Regions from separate parts of the Gossypium hirsutum genome. Here region 2 is linked to region 1. A link is a contact called in public Hi-C data. All regions are on one chromosome and are shown on one strand. The core of a region is the stretch at or near the end of the contact, and the rest is flanking DNA. Distances in the headings are between cores, read along the strand shown. Region 1 has its middle 29 kb from the start of LOC107914859. Region 2 has its middle 39 kb from the start of LOC121222819.

Region 1 (4,837 bases), core at 113-2,612:
CTTCTATCATACTTAATTTTTTTTATCTAATTTAGTACCTAAAGTATCGTTATGTTATAGTATTTAGTCCATTTTACTAACATAAGTTAAAAAAATGGTGACCAATCAAATCCCACCACATCTTTCTTTTATAAAAATATATAATTTTTTATTAAATATATATATAAACCAATGTTTTTTAAACTGGATCATTGGTCAAACCGATCAGGCCATCAGTTCGCTGGTTTGACCGGTCCAATCAGTCGGATTAAAAAATTATTAAAAAATTAAAAAATTTTAAAAATCCTGATTCAATCGATTTTTAGTTGGTTCAACCAATTTGCACCGGTTCTCGATTTAACCGATTCAAAGTCATTTTCCAAACCAATTCTCAGTCTGACCAACTAGTATGGTCTGGTTCAAACAACAGTGATATAAAATTTTAAAAATATAAAAATAAATATATATATAAATCTTGAAAATCTAAAAATGATAAAAAAATAATTAAATATTTTTAACAAAATTTCAAGAATCATTTGGGTATTTCTTGATCTTTTATCTTGTCCTCCTTCATCAAAACTCATCTCATTTGATAATTCTTCATCTTCATTTGGGTAATTCTTCACCATCAAATCTTTCTTCTTCTTCAGCATCCTAACACCAAAAAGATAAAAATCCACTAATTCCATTAAATAATTAAATGTTTTTAATTCTTAAAATAAAAAAATTTCTGGGTTACACTTTGAAGAAGAAGAAGAGACCATAATCTTGTTTTCTATATGCTTTATTTTTGTCAAGTCCTCAATTGCTAACACTAGCTAACAAGTGCTTGTTACTGAAACAAGAAAACCAAAAAGGGAAAAATCAACACAAAGAAGAAAACTCATCTTATTTGGTTTTAGGGTTCAATGAGCTCCAAGCCTTCGTTTTGAATCCGAACGATGAAAAGAAAGACGCACCGTGCGAAAAATTACCTTGCTCGATGTTTGAGAAAAAACATAGACTATAGTTTAGGGAAAATTCAATATTTTTAGGAAAGTTAATAATTAAGAAAACCAATAAATAATATAATATTTATTTTTAATAAAAAAAATTATATTATAAAATGAAAAATGACAAGTTACACGATTTAATTAGTCAAATTTATTTTAGCGTCTGTTAAAAAATGAACTAAAAACTATAATAGAATAATATTTTAGATACTAAATTGGACTATAAAAAATTAAATTACCAAAATAAAAAAGTGAATATATACTTCATGAGTCAAATAGTGAAAGATGTTCTGGAATTGAAAAATAGTCCAAAGAATCGGCCTGATTGGAAGCTTTGGGCTTTAACAGTAGGTCCCCTTTCCTTAACCCAAAACCCATGCTTGAAAATTCCCAAAGTAACCCAACGACAATGGAAACCTCTTTCGATTTTCTCGTCTACCTTGTCGATCGGATCTCAACTAAACCAAAATCCTTCTCTCATGTTTCGTAGACTCCCTCCTTTCTTTCACCCTAAACCTCTTTCACTTCTCCTCCCCAACAAACCTACTTTTTCAACATCCCAGGCCATTCTTTTACACTTCAACCATCAAAATGGCTGATACCCAAAAGTTCTATTCCTTTCCTTCCCTTGACAAAGTCTCTAAACCAGAGTTACTTCGTGCTTTGGAGTCTTCTCTAGGCTCTTCTTTTAGCTCTGACCGAATTTGCCGCGCCCCCAACCCTTTAATCATTGTTATAAGTGGTCCAAGTGGGGTAGGCAAAGATGCAGTCATCAAAAGACTCAGAGAAGTTAGAGAAAATCTTCATTTCGTTGTTACTGCTACGAGTAGAGGAATTAGGCCTGGTAAAGTTGATGGCAAAGATTACTATTTTGTGTCAAAGGAAGAGTTTTTATCGATGGTTGAAAAAGATGAGCTTGTGGAGTATGCTGTAGTTTATGGTGGTTACAAAGGAATACCTAAGAAGCAGATAAGAGAGTTTATGGCAAAAGGGTGTGATATTGTGTTGAGAGTAGACATTCAAGGGGCAGAAACATTAAGGAAGACACTTGGAGATTCTGGGGTGTTCATATTTTTGGTGGCTGAGAGTGAGCTGGCGCTCATTGAGAGGCTGATTGAGAGGAAGACTGAGAGTAAGGAGGAATTGCTACTCAGGATTGCTACCGCCAGAGAGAGGTGAAGTTTGTTAAGAGATTCGATTATGTTGTTGTGAATGCACATGGGAAGCTTGAGGAGGCTGTTAATTTGGTGGGATCTATTATCGATGCTGAGAAGGCTAAGGTTAGGCAGAGGACGCCATTCATTTGAGATTTTGACTTCTTCACTTTGGTTTCTTTTACTTCTTGTTGAATTCTGTGTTATTGGGAATGGTTAATCTGAATGAAAGAGCAGTACAATGGTTCATTATGATATCATACCAAGATTTATTACACTTTTTCAAACTGCATGCTGAAATAGAAATTTGTCGAGGTTTCATGTATGTAAGCAGGTCTCGGCTCTTGAGCCCTAAGTTCATTATATTGTAAAGATCTGCATTTTAGGCCAAGTAGTAACTGGGAGTTCCTTTGCTCCATATTCTTGTTTTAATGGCATTGTTAAATCTGGTTGGACGCACTGGCACTCTGCCTAACACGTACCCTTTGAAACTAAGTAGATGTAATACAACAGTTAACGTGTTATGCTGTAAATTAGTTTACAGAATGATGCTTGCTCATTTTAACAACACTGATAGAAAAGTTCAATTTCAGTTGTTAGAGAGATTTATTTTCCCGGAAAAGTTGGCTCTACATTGCTGTTTCTGAATGTGTCTGTTTAAAGTTTTGATTGTTTGGGGCATCAGAAAATCACCAAAATGAAAGGATGACAAGTAGAAACCAATAGTAGGAAGATGCCAAGTTGAGATGATGTGACAGTATCCTATCAGCAAGGACAACAAGATCCTTCTTCATTCTTTACACTTTCAACTTGACTGTTCTCTTGTGAGAAGTGCCAGCAGCACAATGACACGATTGAACCCAGTACACATCTTGATTTCATTTAGTCTAACTGTGCCATTATTTGCTTGGATTTTGGTTTCCTTTTCTCCGAATGAATTGCTTGCTTTGGTCGTCTTGTAATCTTTTTCCTTATTAATGATTGTTCTTGCACTGGCTTAAGTAACAAATCACACTCTTGTTTCTTGAGATGGTTGAAGAGCAATTTAAGATAGATGATGTTCCTTACAAGTAGGAGGTCACAGTTTTTTGCTACCAACTCGACTCATTGATGGTATTGTGCAGCTTCTTGGTAGTTAAACTTTGTTGTATTTTGTTGATTCAAACTCTAAACTTAGTATGAGATTTCATCAAATTTTCTTACCTTTGGCCTCAAAAGTTCTACCAGTCTCTGCATTTCAGTTTTCGTTTGTAGACTACTAATATCTTTCTGGCTCAAATGTGTGTTGTTTACTTGCTATCATTCGGCCTGAATAGAAATGCCGTCATTGACCAAGGTCTATCGTTTAGGACAGTGTTAATATGATTCTATCTGATCAACTGGTTGAAATAGTTCAATTGAGATTTGGTGTTCTGTAAGATTCAGTAGATATCATAGGATCAAATATTTTGTGAATAGGTTGAATTGATAAATTAAAAAAAGAAAAATCAGTTTTAGTTCTTTCAAAAGAAAATTTATTTTAAAATTTTGCATGCGATTTGCTTTTTAATTTTTTTAGATTTGTATTAGAAGTTGTTCCCTTTAGTTCATAGATTTAGGGTTAGTATTTTGCTAGTATCTTTTTTTTTATCAAATATTAGTTTTAAACTTTACAATAGAAATATTAAAAAAATCAATATTAGCATTATTTAATAACACAAAATAATTTATATATTTAGTCAAAAAAAATAACTGATGTTAATGATATATAAAATTCATTTATATTTTTTTGAGTATTTATTCATAATTTATTAAGTAAATAAAATAAATAATAATGTGTAAAAATTATTTAATTATAAAATTATATAATTTTATAATAAATAAATTATATTAATTACAATAACGCATGGGACACATAAATTTATATTAATAGGTAGAGTGGTGTGTTTAATAAACTGAAAATTTAACTATTGAAAAATTAAGTACTTAATATTTATTACTAAAATTTATAATTGTTGAATTTATATTAAAAAATTATTTGGTAAATTAATAAATAATAAGTGCAGAATATATTTATGTTGGTTTATAAAAGTAAATATTGGTTTATAAAATATATTTTTTAATTTTAATTTTATTAATATACTATTTTATATTATTTCAAATTTTTAATAAAATAAAATAAATTTAATATTTTCTATTTTAAGTAATAAGTAGCTATCTACCTACTTATCTTTTTCAACTCTTTTTTGTTAAAAATTTTGTATTAAGTAAAAAATTAAAATGATTATCAAACACATTTAAAATATTAAATGTTCAAAAGTTTTATTTTCAATGAAATAAAATTTTTCAATAGTTTATCGAACACACCCTAACTAAATAGTCAACCAAGTTTAAAGATGTTCTTGTTTTGATCCCCATTTTCTTAAGTCACTCTAGTTAAAATACCTTTGATTGCCAACAACCTCTTAGCCTAGTGACTATGTTATTGTTGTGAGAGTTTGCGTTCTGTAACGACTTGGTTTCCAGTGGTGTTGGAAAATACGATTTCGAAATCCCATTTTTGTAAACCGTGTCTGTACATATTTAATAAAAATATTTACGAAATTATTATATAGGTGAATTGAATATTGGATAAGTAATTTAGTCGAATTAGTGATTAATTAAGGTTCAGAGGCTAAATTGTAAAGTCCAACTGCTATAGATTTTTAATTAGAAAATTATTTGAGGACTTAA
Region 2 (5,098 bases), core at 1,749-4,248, 180 kb before region 1:
AATATGCTTTTGGCATTTGGGTCCATGTAACCCCCTCCAAACTAAGCAAATAGGGCTGAAGTTTCCTAAAAAGCTGTAATTAGTCAAGTTAGATAAATATATATATATACTTGTCATAAGAAAAGAAGGGGGGGGGGGTTTATACATAAACATGACAGAGAGATCTTAATTTAAATAAAGAATATGTCCCACTCGTGTTATGACCTGTTTTTGCAGTCAATGGTAATCATGTTTCTTAATTGCCTTTGTCTCTTTTGTTTAGTGATTCTTAAGAGTCCCACCTTTCTTTTTGCATACCATTCAATATCATTGCTGAAGTGCTCTACAATTTGGTGTATTTGCAGATATGCACTTCTGGGAGCTGCTTCTTTTCTTGGTGGTTCCATGAGGATGACAGTTTCTCTGTGTGTCATCATGGTCGAAATCACAAATAACTTGAAACTTCTACCTCTTATTATGCTTGTTCTTCTTATATCGAAGGTATAAAGTTTATTGTTGATAACTTTATCAATTCTTGATTGACATGGTCTAAATGTCCTTGCACTTCTTCCCTCCCAGGCTGTTGGTGATGCTTTTAATGAAGGCTTATATGAAGAACAAGCACGACTGCGTGGTATTCCGTTGCTGGAATCAAGACCCAAGTATGAGATGCGGAAAATGACTGCCAAGGAAGCCTGCAGAAACCAGAAGGTTAGTTGATTGATCTGCTTTCACTGACAAGGATGCCGTGGTTTTGTGTTGTTTTGGTATAAAAATAATCTCTAGTGTAGATACGAGCTGATAATCATGCAAGTGCTTAAAGCAAAGGACAACTTTTACTCCTAAGCTGCTCGCTTTTCTACATTTGTAGGTTCTCTCACTTCCGCGGGTTGTAAAGGTTGCAGATGTGGTCTCTATTTTGCAGAGCAACAAGCATAATGGCTTTCCCGTAAGCTTAGCTTTCACATAGTGTCTCTAGTTCAATGTTAGCAATTATGAAAACAGTATTTCATTGTTCACCTTACCTAGGTAATTGATCACACAAGAAATGGAGAAACACTTGTTATCGGACTTATGCTTCGGAGGTACAACAAATGACATTTTTTCGCTCCCAGAGGTTTTGCTCTTTATATTGTAGAGCAGAAGCATGCTTGGAAGAACTAACTGCTGCGCTTTGCTTATAATGCAGTCACCTACTGGTGCTTCTTCAATCTAAGATAGATTTCCAGCATAGTCCTTTGCCTTGTGATCCCAGAGGTGGATCCCAGGGATTCGGTAAGTTGAAGTCTGCTATAAGTTTTAATTCTATAGTTTCATTCTGGCTTTTTATTCAGTTCAGCTTAAGAGTAAATAGCTCCCTTTGTTTACAGGCACAATTTTAGTGAATTTGCTAAACCTGTTTCAAGTAAAGGAATATCAATAAATGATATTCATCTTAGTTCAGATGACCTAGAAATGTACATAGATCTTGCACCATTTTTGAATCCCTCACCATATGTTGTACCGGAAGATATGTCATTAACAAAGGTGATTTCTTTTTTACAGTGTTGCTTTTAACAGATTATCATGTTTGTTACAGTATCTTTGTCTTTTACTTGTTAATGGTGACGGTATAGGTTTACAATATTTTCCGGCAACTAGGATTGAGACACATATTTGTTGTTCCCCGTGCATCTCGTATGATTGGTGTGATCACTAGAAAGGATTTGTTGATTGAAGAGGTACTTTTAGCTGCATCAGCTTTTTCTTAAGATTTTTAATTTGGACTCTATAGTAATTTGAACGTGTGATCTCTTATGTCACAGGAAACTGATTCAACTACAATGGAGCTCCAATCAACTAGTGTAAGGTCTCTCTGCTGCCTTACTTTCTGTTTACAAAATTTTAATTGACTGAGAACGTATAAAGTATGTGGAAATCCTAATCTCAACTTGACACCTGTCTAACCTCACCAAACAGACTTTAAAGCTATATCGCGGACTCTCTTTCAAGTCACTAAGGTGGTTATGTGCAAATCTCAAGGGTGGAATGAGAACTATAATCTGCCTAACTAATAATGTAGTGTGCAAGTCCACGTGTAGGCACAACAGTAAAAATCATTCAGTTTTGGTTTTAAGGTAGTATGCTCCTATCTCCGAAAATGGCCTTTCGAATTTTCTTTCTCCTACATGTCAACTAAAGTGTAAGATAGGTCTCTTTGACTTAATAACTAGTAACATCTTCAGATGTTAAGGTGCGTCTGAACTTGACAATAGAAACTCTATTAGTATTCCTATGGCAAGCATATATTATCTTGGTGTGTTCACGTTCTCTCTTCTGTAAGTGTTTCATGGGCATATATCTCCACATCAATTATCTAACTTGTCTGAGGGACCGAGCAACCTTTTTAGCTCGGACAGTGTAGGGTGAGTAAATATATTTTAATTCTGTGATTACTACTTAATAATTAAAATTTATTTTATATGAATATAAATATAAATATTAATCTTTAATATCTAATATATTTTATTATCTTTGGCATTTTCAGTATTTGCTTTGATTTCTGTTTTATTTTTAGGTTTAATGGTAGAGGTCAGCGACATGAGAAAAGATTGTTGGTAGGAAATGCAGATGCAGAGCGCCCACTTCTGAATGGTCTTTTGATTCAGGATCATGATATTCAACATCATACGTCTACTACATAACATATTACGGTTCTTCTCCTAAGCTCAAATTCTCATTTTCTACATAAATTTGTTCGAACGGTTAGGTTAGATCCGATATACCACACTGACTGGAACGCTGTATCATATTATTAGAAAATGAAAAATGTATAATAGCTTTGATAGGCAAGTTGTATTTAACGGATTATCTCTTCAATTTCATATCGGATTTCGCAAGTTTAAGTTGCTCACTCGGGAAGCTTGGTGATGGAGTTACAAATGGTTAAATTTTGAGTTCACACAACGTGTAAAGGGTATAAAAGACCGATTGATTGAGGGCGAAGACTTTTTGTGTAGTCAAGAATTGGGGTCTCATGATCACTAGTCAATATGTTTTTCCTTTTCTTGCACGCCTTTTATAGTTCATGGTTTGATACTTTGGGGTCCAATTCGGATAGTGATGTTGAACCGTTCAAAACCATTATCAAATCGGAAATCAGGATCGTTTGAATTTATTTAAAAAATCGATTTAATCGGTGTTTTAGTAGTTTTATGAATTTTTGTTTTATGTTTCATACATTATTTAGTCCAATTTTATCTAATCCAATAATTCAACCAAAGAAAAATTTAAATGAAAATGAAAAAAAAAAACAGAACAAGGAATGAGAAGAGAGAATCTGCACTGCTGAGAGAAACTTGATAAAACTATAAAAGAAAAAACTTGATGAAACTTGATGGTTCTGAGAAAAATTCTACAAAGCAAAGAGTGAAACTGAAAGATTTTGAATATATATCTCTATATATATGCAATATTGATGAAAGCATAAAGCAAATTTCAAAAAAAAAAAAAAAGAAAGATGAAGAAGAAGAAAGTGATTAAACAAATAAAGAAAAATGGAAGTGATAGATTGAGAAGGTGGCAGACGGCAGATAAAAAAACTAATGGTGAGCTTGGATAGGCGGTGCGTTTATCTGCGGTTAGTGTAAAAATAGCAGTGGCGGTGAGATTAGATACTGTAGCGTGAGACAAAAAGTAAACTAAACGCACCGCAACGCACCCAATCGCTCATCCAAACCCACTCTAAGGGAAGTTAAATATCCTAATATTTGGGTTATTGAGCCCAGTTAGATAAAAAGATGGATAATAAAGTATTGGGCTTGGTATGGTTTATTTTTAAAACTTTTAAATAAAATGAAAATTTAAAATTTATATATTATATAATAAAAATAAATTCTGGTTGGATTGCCAGTCTAACCGATTTGAATTGGGAATAGTGGTCTGGTGGATTTGACCACCAGTCCGGTTTAAAAGAGCATTGATGAAAAGCTTTTATTTGAGTTCCTTAAAAAGATTTGGTTTTTATTTTATTATTTTGAAAGGTTTAACTTTTACGTAAGTATTTGTTAAAAGGTATAGTTTTAATTTAAGCAGTTAATCTTAATAAATTATTAGGAAAATAGAATTGATATTACGTGTAGAAAAATAAATTAACAATTTGATAAAGATATTGTAAGGTCAATTATTGTATAGAAGATTGATTTATATGTTTTCTAAGTGTCTCCTATAGGTATTGTAAATTTGCTTTTAGTTGAAGGCATGAGTTTCCTTGATTTATCTATAGTTAATTTTGGTTAGGACTTTGGTTCTCCTGCTTTCAACTAAAAATGAAAAACATATTGATAGTTTTGAAGGAACATAGAAAGAGATGGATGATAGGAGATGCTATAAAAACTAGGCTTTTATGAAGAGAGTATAGAGATTTGAGTAGGGGTGTGTATTTAGTTAATCGACCCGAAATAGTTATAACCGAATTAACTGACTTTCCAAAATTTTTAACCGTTAACTGAACCGAATTTAAAAAAAAACATTAACCGAACCGAAATTTTTTCGGTTAATTAGGTCGGTTAACCAAATTAACCGAAAATTGTATGGTTTTTATTTTTGATTAAAAATTAACCGAATTAATCGAATTACCCGAATTGAATCACTACATAATTAAAAATATTACATAAGTCTTTGAATCACTACATAATTAAAAACATTACATAATTATTGAAATTAACACATAGTTGAAATGTAAGTCTTTAATATTCTCCATTTATATTCATTTCTTCTCTCCAAAAAATCTCCATTTGCGTTAAACCTAAACAAAAAACATGTGTAATTGGGTAGATACTAAGAGTTAGACTTTAGTTTTATTTTTATTGGGTTGCTAATTGGGTAGACTTTAGTTTTAGTTTTATTGGGTTGGGTAATTGGGTTGGGTTGGATAATTTTATTTATTAATTTTTTCGGTTAACCAAAAAAATTCGATTAACCGACCGGTTTCAAACCGAATTAACTGTTAACCGAAAAATCATAAAAAAAATTGACCGACCCTCGACCGAAAAAATTCAATTAACCGACCGATTAACCGAATTCAGTCGGTTAACCGAATTTTTTCAGTTTTACCCGAATTATGCACACCCCTAAATTT

Evidence for each region. Hi-C and Micro-C count contacts between places; a contact is called where the count stands out from the background.
Region 2: a contact with region 1 is called in a Hi-C map of leaf, with 2.5 times the contacts expected there. The contact joins two enhancer-like sites. A contact is called at or near these places in 5 of 34 Hi-C or Micro-C datasets (all in leaf).

The regions. Positions count from the first base shown.
Region 1 is chrD10:35,592,621-35,597,457 of Gossypium_hirsutum_v2.1, reverse strand. It overlaps the pseudogene LOC121222445. Among protein-coding and RNA genes, the nearest start is that of LOC107914859, 29 kb to the right of the region's middle. Within about 2 kb of position 1,362, at least 8 of the 9 cell types and tissues checked have an H3K27ac peak or open chromatin away from gene starts, as enhancers often do. A contact at or near this core is called in leaf, where this site is marked.
Region 2 is chrD10:35,775,806-35,780,903 of Gossypium_hirsutum_v2.1, reverse strand. It overlaps the pseudogene LOC107914855. Among protein-coding and RNA genes, the nearest start is that of LOC121222819, 39 kb to the left of the region's middle. Within about 2 kb of position 2,998, at least 1 of the 9 cell types and tissues checked has an H3K27ac peak or open chromatin away from gene starts, as enhancers often do. A contact at or near this core is called in leaf, where this site is marked.